Regions from separate parts of the Mus musculus genome. Here region 1 is linked to region 2. Evidence: chromatin contacts called from public Hi-C data. All regions are on one chromosome and are shown on one strand. Each heading gives the region's core, a stretch centred on a gene start, on an enhancer-like site or on the middle of the called end of the contact. The rest is flanking DNA. Distances are from core to core; before and after follow the strand shown. Region 1 overlaps Itga6 (integrin alpha 6). Region 2 overlaps Metap1d (methionyl aminopeptidase type 1D (mitochondrial)).

What was found. Hi-C and Micro-C count contacts between places; a contact is called where the count stands out from the background.
Region 1: a Hi-C map of bone marrow-derived macrophages shows a contact between it and region 2, with 19 read pairs. The contact joins two enhancer-like sites. A contact is called at or near these places in 3 of 39 promoter capture datasets (cranial neural crest, maxillary cranial neural crest and second pharyngeal arch cranial neural crest), 2 of 484 Hi-C or Micro-C datasets (bone marrow-derived macrophages and nephron progenitors) and 5 of 9 other capture datasets (adipose tissue, embryonic stem cells, embryonic tail and 2 more).

Annotation. Positions count from the first base shown.
Region 1 is chr2:71,835,252-71,839,652 of GRCm38.p6, reverse strand. It overlaps Itga6 (integrin alpha 6), which reads right to left. Exons shown (of 26, transcript NM_008397.4): 12 at 1,225-1,385; 13 at 932-1,075. Among named protein-coding and RNA genes, the nearest start is that of Pdk1, 36 kb to the left of the region's middle. Within about 2 kb of position 1,597, at least 20 of the 459 cell types and tissues checked have an H3K27ac peak or open chromatin away from gene starts, as enhancers often do. A contact at or near this core is called in bone marrow-derived macrophages, where this site is marked.
Region 2 is chr2:71,497,715-71,502,552 of GRCm38.p6, reverse strand. The region is part of intron 1 of Metap1d (methionyl aminopeptidase type 1D (mitochondrial)); the gene reads right to left. Among named protein-coding and RNA genes, the nearest start is that of Dlx1, 29 kb to the left of the region's middle. Within about 2 kb of position 2,457, at least 60 of the 459 cell types and tissues checked have an H3K27ac peak or open chromatin away from gene starts, as enhancers often do. A contact at or near this core is called in bone marrow-derived macrophages, where this site is marked.

The sequences.
Region 1 (4,401 bases), core at 348-2,847, 340 kb before region 2:
GTGTCAGAGCAAAGCACGTGGTAAGTGCCTGGGAGGCCCTGGGAATAATTTCCAGCACCAAAACAGTAATCAAGATGATAATAATAATAATAGCCAGGCTGTGGGGGCGCACACCTTTAATCTAGCACTCAGGGGGAGGAAGAGGAAGGTGGGTCTCTGAGTTGGAGGCCAACCTGGTCTACAGGGCAAGTTCTAGGACAGCCAGGGCTATGCAGAGAAAACCTGTCTCAAAAGCAAAACAAAAAGATAATAATAACAACAATAATTATAACAATAATAATGCCAGATCAAGATGTCATACTTTCCTAGGCTCATTTCCGCTCTGTCCTAACACACAGATCCCATATCCTACGCCATGCCCAGCAGGCCACAGAATGCACATTTGCTTCCCACAATGACCCGAGCTGCATTAGACACTTTAGTATTTCATTGTGAATTTTTCCTTGCTTTGCTAAGTTTTGCTATTCTTTGGTTTTAATAATATATATTTATCATACTGTGTTGTTCTCGGTGGTAAAATAAAGTATGTCAACTACAGGAGAATGAAGGTTTGGCTAGCTATAATCTCAGTAAGGACCAGGGGCTAAAAACAATGAAGAAAACAAGGAAGAAAATAAAACTCTGGTCCCTAAATTTCATCTTAGGTTGTTATCTTCACTGCTACCTTGAGAAACACCTTCTCAGAGGCCAATTATGAATATAGAAATAAGTGGTATTTCTGTTGATTATTTTTTTCTTAGACAGGATCTGGAACCCTGATTGAGCTGGAATTTGCTGTGGAAATCACACTGACCGTGAACTCAGAGATCTCCTGCCCCTGCCTCCGAGTGCTGGGATTAAAAGCATACACAAGGTCACCATATGTGGCCACAGGAAGTGGCCTGTAAAAAAAAAAATCCAACACTGGCAAAAGAGAAGCCAAGCAGCTTACATCTGTCTGGACCGTTTTGGCTTCATTTGAATTCAGGATGGGAAGAACTTCGGGGAGTGAGTTCACCCGCCGGCGAGAGCTGGGCTCCTGGATCTCCACAGAAGCCGTGATGGGGATGGGACGCAGCTTGTCTCTGATGTTCTCCTGCAAAGGGGGCAGGGACACAGTCAGTGTGCCCAAATGCCAACGGACCTCCGAAACGATGGCAGAGCAGAGATGAACGGTGCTGTTCAGAAACTAAGCGTCTCACAGAACACCGGAGTCCTGTGGAGACGACCCTGGCACACACTCACCTGCAGCCAGAGGGTCTCCTCCATGCACGCCCGCTGCTTCTGCCGATTCAGGGTCAGCTCCTGAGTATACTTTGGCTCGGAACCTTGGTTTCGAAACTGAACTCTCGATGACAACCCTGACTTTCTTCTTTCTTTTTCAGCTTCGAGAATACCCAAAATTGCTAGGTTGGAATGAACAAAATCACGTTAACTTAAAGTGCATCTTCACACCCCCTGAACTACAAAGAAGATGAGTTCTTTTACAGCACTTGCCCCAGAACCTTCGCCTCTCAGAATCTCCTGGAAGGGGGCCTTCTGGTGACCAGAGGGGTTTTTAATCCAATTGTTCTTCCCAGTGCTGTTAGTGTTTTAAATTCTCACTGGACCACCTGGGGGCGCTCGAGAACAAGCTAGAACCTTCTGCAGCAGCTAGGAACCCATCAGTTTCTGGCTGAATATCTGAAACTCAAAGAATACTAAAGATAACTGGAAATCCCCAATGTTCCTGCCCCGGGACTCTTTCAGCCTATGCGTCATGACCTTGGCGGGGGAGAGTCCTTGCTATTTGAAAAGTTGTCTGAGAAAGCAGGCTCCTACAGCAGAACTGGTATTTGCATTATAGCACTGGTAATCAAAGGAGACACATATATTAAAGATAGAAGTCACTGAGAGCAGGAAGAGACACCTGTAATCTCAGTTCTTGGGAACAAGGGGTGCGTTCTTTTACAGGACTGCCATGAACTCAAAGCTACCTTCAGTTACAGTGTGAGTCTGTCTGAAAAAAACAGATTAAAAAGATAGATAGATAATAGATAGAATGGTAGATGACAGACAGATCTGGCTGACATGTGTTCAGTAGCCGGAAGCCAGTTGTTTAGCCTCACACAGCTTTTATACACAAGTCTCCAGCCTGCAGCAGAGGTGGCCAGCTGCTCCGTGGAGGCAGGCCAGGATCGGGACTGTCAGGAGCTCACTTCTGGACTCTGGAATGCATTCTTCACTGGGTCACTGGATGGGGCTACTAACTATGCTTCTCATGGGCCAATACTTCAATCACTTGCATTCATTAAGCACTTGCTAAACCCATCAGAGGAAAGAAAGCACAGGAGTGTACACAGGGAGGAGAAGTCAGCCTCCAAGAAAAACTCAAGAAAATGGAGAAAGCTTATAGTCTACCATTCATGCGAGGGGGAAGGAAATGTCTTTTGAGTGTTTGTTGTTTGTTTGAGACAAATTTCACGTGGCCCTGGCTGCCTGGAACTGCTCCTCCTTCCTGCACGTCCCGAGTGCTGGAGTTACAAGCATGCACCATCACACCTGCTTCATACAGTGCTAGAATGGAACCAGTGCTTTATACTTACTTACACAGCGCCGGGATTAGACCAGGACTTTGTGCATACTAGGCAAGCATTGTACTAACCAAGCCATTTATACTTCTGGCCATGAGACTGTGCGTTTTAATGTCCTCTTTATAAATTAAGAAAGGGCAGCCGGGCATGGTGGTGCATGCCTTTAATCCCAGCACTTGGGAGGCAGAGGCAGGTGGATTTCTGAATTCCAGGCCAGCCTGGTCTACAAAGTAAGTTTCAGGACAGCCAGGGCTACAACACAGAGAAACCCTGTCTTGAAAAACCAAAAAGTAAGAACGGAAATTCTGAACCCTACAGCAAAGGGCAGCATCATCAACAGCTCCAAGTCTCTACCTGGCACACAAAAGCTGGCTGCTTTATACAGAGGCTTAGAGGCCAGGTCTCACCGCCCTTCCCCTTCTGCACTGGCCCCTCTCCTCCTCCTCCTCTCTATCCTCCCCAACTCCAAACTAAACCCTAATCCATTACTCTTCAGATCTTGACCCAGACTTTAACCCAAAAGCCTGTCCTGGCTCCTCCTGAGCCACTGAGAAAATTCTACCTCTGAGGCTATACACTGGGACTTACTGTCCTGCAGAGTGTGGAGGAACTAAGGACAAAGACTGCATCACCCTTGTTCACCAACTGCCACACTTGATAAAAATATCATCCACAGGACAGATGAGTGGAATGGAGTACCTGGCCCCATGCCACCCTACGCAGGGCGTGACACGTATGCATGTGCACACAGTGTGATGCAATCTCTGCACTGAAATCCTATTCACATAGGTAAGACCAAAATTTAGAAGCACTGGCAGTTTCAATAGCAATTTCTCTGTCCATCTGAGATATTCTTAAATGTCACGACTGCCAAATGGAATGCCCCTCATTTTTGGCCTTCTGCAGCCCTGACACCATCCACTTATCAGTGACCTGCTAACTTCCCGATGAACCAAATGAAGGCTCCCAGGCTGAGTGCCCCTCAGGGCAGAAGTAGAGGAGGGCATGGGTACATTAAAACCGTTTAGCTACCAAACCCTCGCTGACCTCTGTAACCTCCAGACAACTCACATCATCTTAAAATCCTTGTAGGTCACCTGTGCTGACCTCCTGAGGAACAAGCCAAGAAAACTCATTAAGGCTCAATTATAAATATCTGTGCATGCAACATCGCACGAAGAGGGCTGTCAAGCTAAAATATCGTGGCCCCACAATAAGCTCACTCTTGGGATACTGGGATATGATGCTGAATGTATTATACTTCTTCAGCTTTGTGGAAATTCTGTTTTATTTCACTGTAAAGTTATTACTGTGGAAGTATAATGAAAGAGTTCTTCCAAGTGAAGAGGCCCACCTATCACAGGCTGCAATAAACACGCAGGTAATGGAATGGGTACATACTATAAAGGAGACGCACATAGCAACAGATGTTGCATTAAGGCTAGAGGAAAGCTCATAACCCCGCTCTATAAAGGCAGTTGTTGGATGGAGCACACCGGTGAGATCTGACACTTATCGTCAAACAATGGTTTGAGGGGGGAAATGTTTTCTCATTTCTTCTCCCTTTACAAGAATCCAGTCTACTCTTATTTCTTGAATTCATTACAAATGCAGGTAAAAAGCATCCAGGTGAAGAAGGTGTGTGTTTGCTTATCATCAAAAAACATGTAACAAGGGGGCTGGAGAGATGGCTCAGCGGTTAAGAGCACTGACTGCTCTTCCAAAGGTCTCGAGTTCAATTCCCAGCAACCACATGGTAGCTCACAACCATCTGTAATGGGATCCGATACCTTCTAGTGTGTCTGAAGACAGTGACAGTGTACTCATATACATAAAATAAATAAATCTT
Region 2 (4,838 bases), core at 1,208-3,707:
TACACGTGAATTATGAAAGTATCAGGTCTCTACTGGGAGGCCTGGGTAAGGCTTTGGAGGCATTCCCTTTCTGGTTAACAGTGTGGTCAATGTATCCATCCTGCCAAATGACAGGCTCACTGTCAGAAAGACGCAAGCACATCCCCCACCCCTGCCCCCAGCAACTGGACAGGCGAACATTAAAAACAGTGGGAGCCCAGCCTGGGCACAGTCAATCTGCTGACAACAATTCTAAGCAACTCTACTTTCACCTTTATAGTGGAAGTAAAATATTTTCTTTCCAGGGTCCACCATTATATTTGAAGTAAAATGTTTTCTTTCAGGTCAATAAAAGTACCGCATACATGTTATCACAAAGTAACGTGATATTGAAATACCATTATGTATTTATTCCATGAACTATTCACTACTGACCAGGAAAAAAAAGTGTTTTCACAGATGAAATAGATAAGTTTAAGTCCTGGTACCCGAGAAAATAATGATGTCACCCTGAACAAGGTAGCCAGGGAGGGGATCATGAGCTATGCTTACTATATTCTAATTTTTGTGTGTGTGTTTTGTTTTTCTGTTTCCCAGACAGGGTTTCTCTATGAAGTCCTAGCTGTCCTGGAGCTCACTCTGTAGACCAGGCTGGCCTCGAACTCAGGGACATCTGCCTGTGCTGGGATTAAGGGGTGCACCACCATGCTTGGCTTTTTGCACTTAGAATTTTTGAATTCTGAATTTTGAATATTTAAACTATTACTGACTTGATTATGATGGAGATGGAAGATGGCACTTTGGGCAAGAATGCTTGTATTAACAGGCAAGAAGCAGTTGCCTATAAGTCTCAGAGTACAGCTTCGACTCTGATAGAATTTTTGTGACACTGAAAGTCATTTTTATGATCACCCTCAATAACAGTGAATATTCTACTGTCTATAACAATGTGTGGGTTTACTGCCTATGCAGGAAACCCTACAGCTTTTCTGCTGGGTAATCAGCAGTAACAACACCCTGATCAAGTTAGCAACAAGCAACTCCTTGCTGCTCGGGGTCCCCTGGTCTGAGGCTTTTGATGGCTCCCACTGGTACGTCCTAAACACCACCTAGGCCCACTTGCCCCTGTGGTAATTAGAGTTGTACACTGTGCGGGCTCAGTGTCTCCTGAAATTGCTCTGTGTCCTCTGGATTCCATTGTGCATGCTTCGTATTGTAAACTTACATGTGGGATATAAATCTAGGTATGTGCTTAAGTATTTTCATATTTGATGGTAACATCAATTTCTAAACTTCGCCTTTTAATTCCTTTTATAGATTGGGTCTGGAAGGTGGAGCTTCAGAACTCAGCATGCTGGAGGAGGGCTGTGTCTTCCACGCCTGATGTCGCTGCACACAGTCTGCCCTGTATTCATTGGCCTTTTACCCAGGGTCCATTTTAATTGTTATCTGCTCATGCATTCTATACCACATAATGAAGTGCTTCCATTTCACCCACTGTGCCCTGGGGTTTTATGTGTATCTTTTCTAATGACCCTTTATTAAGCTGATTTTACCCTTGAAAATGTGAGTTTTGGTCAACAAGTATTTTTAAGGGGAAGTCTGAGTGAACTTTCAAAGGGACCTCTAAAGTGCTTATTATTTTAAGCACTTGTAAAACTGAACAAAGTACGATTGTACTCTAGTGTGGCTACCGACACCTACATTTCTCATTATACACTCCTAGAACAGGCTTTCACCCAGCAGCAGCAGGCCATCAGTCCTCATTTGGGCTTCCTTCAGAAGGATCAAACATCTGGGTAGAAAACAACACAATAAGGTAGGCTGGTATGACTTTACATTAGCTAACAATGTCAATCAGCAGTAATATAGAATTGAAAAGACACCCTGTAAAATATCTCGTTGAACATATTTCTTCATAATGATCAGCAAATGCCAAAGTCTAGCAACAAAACTATTATTTATAGCATATTAACATCTAATTGATTTTACAAATGGAGGCAATTATTTTGGATGAAGGGAGGACTGTCTGCCACATTTAAATGATTTATGATTACCAAGACAGAAAACAACAATGTTTTACTAATCCATTTTCAACTGTGGCTCTTCCACCCATTGATAATTTTAATTTTAACCAAATGATTTGTTTAAATAATACATTAACTTCAACTTTTTTTTTTTAAGGCAACTTACTTTGTGTCTGTAATCGGACAGGGTTTGGTTTTTAATGTTCAAAAATGTTGCTTCCTCCAGTGGGCTTAGCAAAGACCCTACCCTAGGAATACGTATTGAAGTGTGGATTTAGAACCACAGAAAGATCGCACTTTCATGAACTCCAACCAATTACTCCAAGCAGGAGCCGGAGCCCCCACAGAGCATCATGTGCGTGAAGTCCAAGAGAACACTGCAGAGGCCTCCGTCTCCAGTCTCTTGACCTAAAACATCGACTGTCTGCTTGAAAGGTTTCATAACGCGTACAAATGTTGCCAAAGAGAAATTAAACAGCGTGAGTCACTCACTACGATGCTTTTGCAATCTAGGACTAGGATGTACTGGTTTGAAAGGGAAGTGAGGGAAAATGGTGGGTTCCTTCCCATTTCAAGGCAACTATAAAGCAGAGGAGAAGCTCATATTTCACAAGAAATAACCTGTGCATTTGTTGAAGGGAAAACACATACACGAACATTGAGGGATTGCCCCAGGCTGATGCAGATACTGATTGGGCAAAGCTGAAGGACAAGGGCTCTTGGAACTAAACAAAAGCAAATTCATCCTGTTGACAGATGCTGCTTACATCAAAGTACTAAGGAACTCTCCCGGCTCCCAATTTTTAAAAACAATTAGTACCTTTCTACAAGCCACACATTGAAGACAAAGTTAAGTTTTTTAATCAGTCATAATAAACATGATTAAATCTGTTCTCAGAGAGTTTCAGCTCAGCTAGGAACGGTTTTAGTGTGCTTTTAGCTCTGGGCCTTGCCAAACAGTGGCTTATTCACTCCCATGGACATGTCTGGAAGGCGAGCTGGGCATGCCATCAGCCCCCTCCTTCCAGGGGTTAACTGCTCTGGCTGCCAAATAAAATACAGAGCGAGCCATGTAATTATGGAGACAGTCAAAGGGCAGGCTCTATTTTGAAATCTATTTGCACAGACAAGGTCTTCCAATTGAACTTACAGGAAACAAGCTGGTAAAGAAACCCCTTCCCCAGATGCCGTCCACACTTTTTCTCCACTTCAGGAAGTCATGGATATGGACACCATCCACCGCCGCTTCCTGCATCTCAAGCTAAGATGCCCTTGTGGAGAGAAGAGCGGTCTGTTTCACAAACCTAGAAGGATCATGGGGGCGGGGGGGGGGGGCAGCTAATTAACAGCACTTGGAATCGGTCTCTAAATGGTAAAGCTACAGTGTTTGTTAAACATTTCTAAAGAGGGCACGGGCCCAGTTGGTATGCAGGTGTGGGGAGAAACAGCTCATTTTCCTAATGTCCAAAAGAAAGCACAGAGTTGAGTGTAACAGAGACTGCTACAAGGACTTGTAGGAAATAAGGATTCTACCTGACATCCCACAGGCCCATCCTTGCAGTTATTTGTAGATAAAACTATTGACTACAGTCATGAAGATCCCATAGGACGGAAAGGACATATGCCAACTTTCGAGTGACAGAATTGGAAAGACTTACTTTTATCCTGGCTGCTTATATTCGAAGGTGACCACGTCTGTGAGGACAAGTTGTCTGAACAATAAAATAGGGTTGGCTGCCATTACTGATACAATGAGTGGCCTGATGAAGGCAAGACAGGCAATAGTCTATGGAGGTCAGCGCCATCACCCAGGCCCGGGAGCCCTGGCTCTAGAGAAGACAAACTAAAAAATCAGTCGCATGTAGAACATTTCTGAGGAAAGGATGGCTTGGGTGCCTGGGCACCCAAGTTCAATAATAACGATCAAGAATGGTTCCCAGGTCAAAGCAAACAGGACTCTGTGCAAGGCTCCCTCAGAAGTTAGCTCGGTGCGACATCCTCCCTCCTTTTAAAAACTGTATGAGCAGCAACTGACATAGCATAACACCACTGACCAGCTCAGAAACAATTCAGGAAAAGGCTTCAATTTGCTTCTTTAGAAAAATCAAATTTGAGGATGGAGTGATTGCTCAATGGTTAAGAGCACTGGCTGCTCTTCCTGAGGACCTGGGTTCAATTCCCAGCAACAACACGGTGATTCACAGCTGTCTGTAGCTCCAGTCTCAGGCTATCTGACACCCTCTTCTGGCTTCCCTGTGCATCAGGTACTCACATAGTACACAGATAGACAAGCAAACAAAATACCATAAGCATAAAAAAATCAATTTGATAATAGGATTATTCACTAGTAGCTGCCACCAGGACCTAAGGATCTTTACTTCAACAACAAGCACCTTCCTACTCTAGGGAAACAGACACACCCTCCACCTATACTACACATACAGATCAATAAACACTTGTACTTACTAATGGAGACCCGTGTTGGTGGGCTATGGGGTGTGTGTGTGTGTGTCTGTGTGTGTGTGTGTGTGTCTGTGTGTAACTTTTAGGCTAGCTTAACCACAGCTAAGGGAAGAATGCCAAAGATTTTGGCAAAAACTAGATGTCTATCATTTGGCAGATCAGGGGAAGTGACTTAGAAATGATCCATTTCTATAGGGAAATACAACACTGCATGCAATGAAAAGATAAAAAATATTTACTTCAAGTTGAAATCTCAGCTCATCTTATATAGACTACAGATCAGAAAATACCGAGTTACAAGGAAATAGTGTATGCCGAGCAAAGCCATTGTCTCTCAGCTGAAGTTTAGAGAAAAGAAGCTTTTTCGCA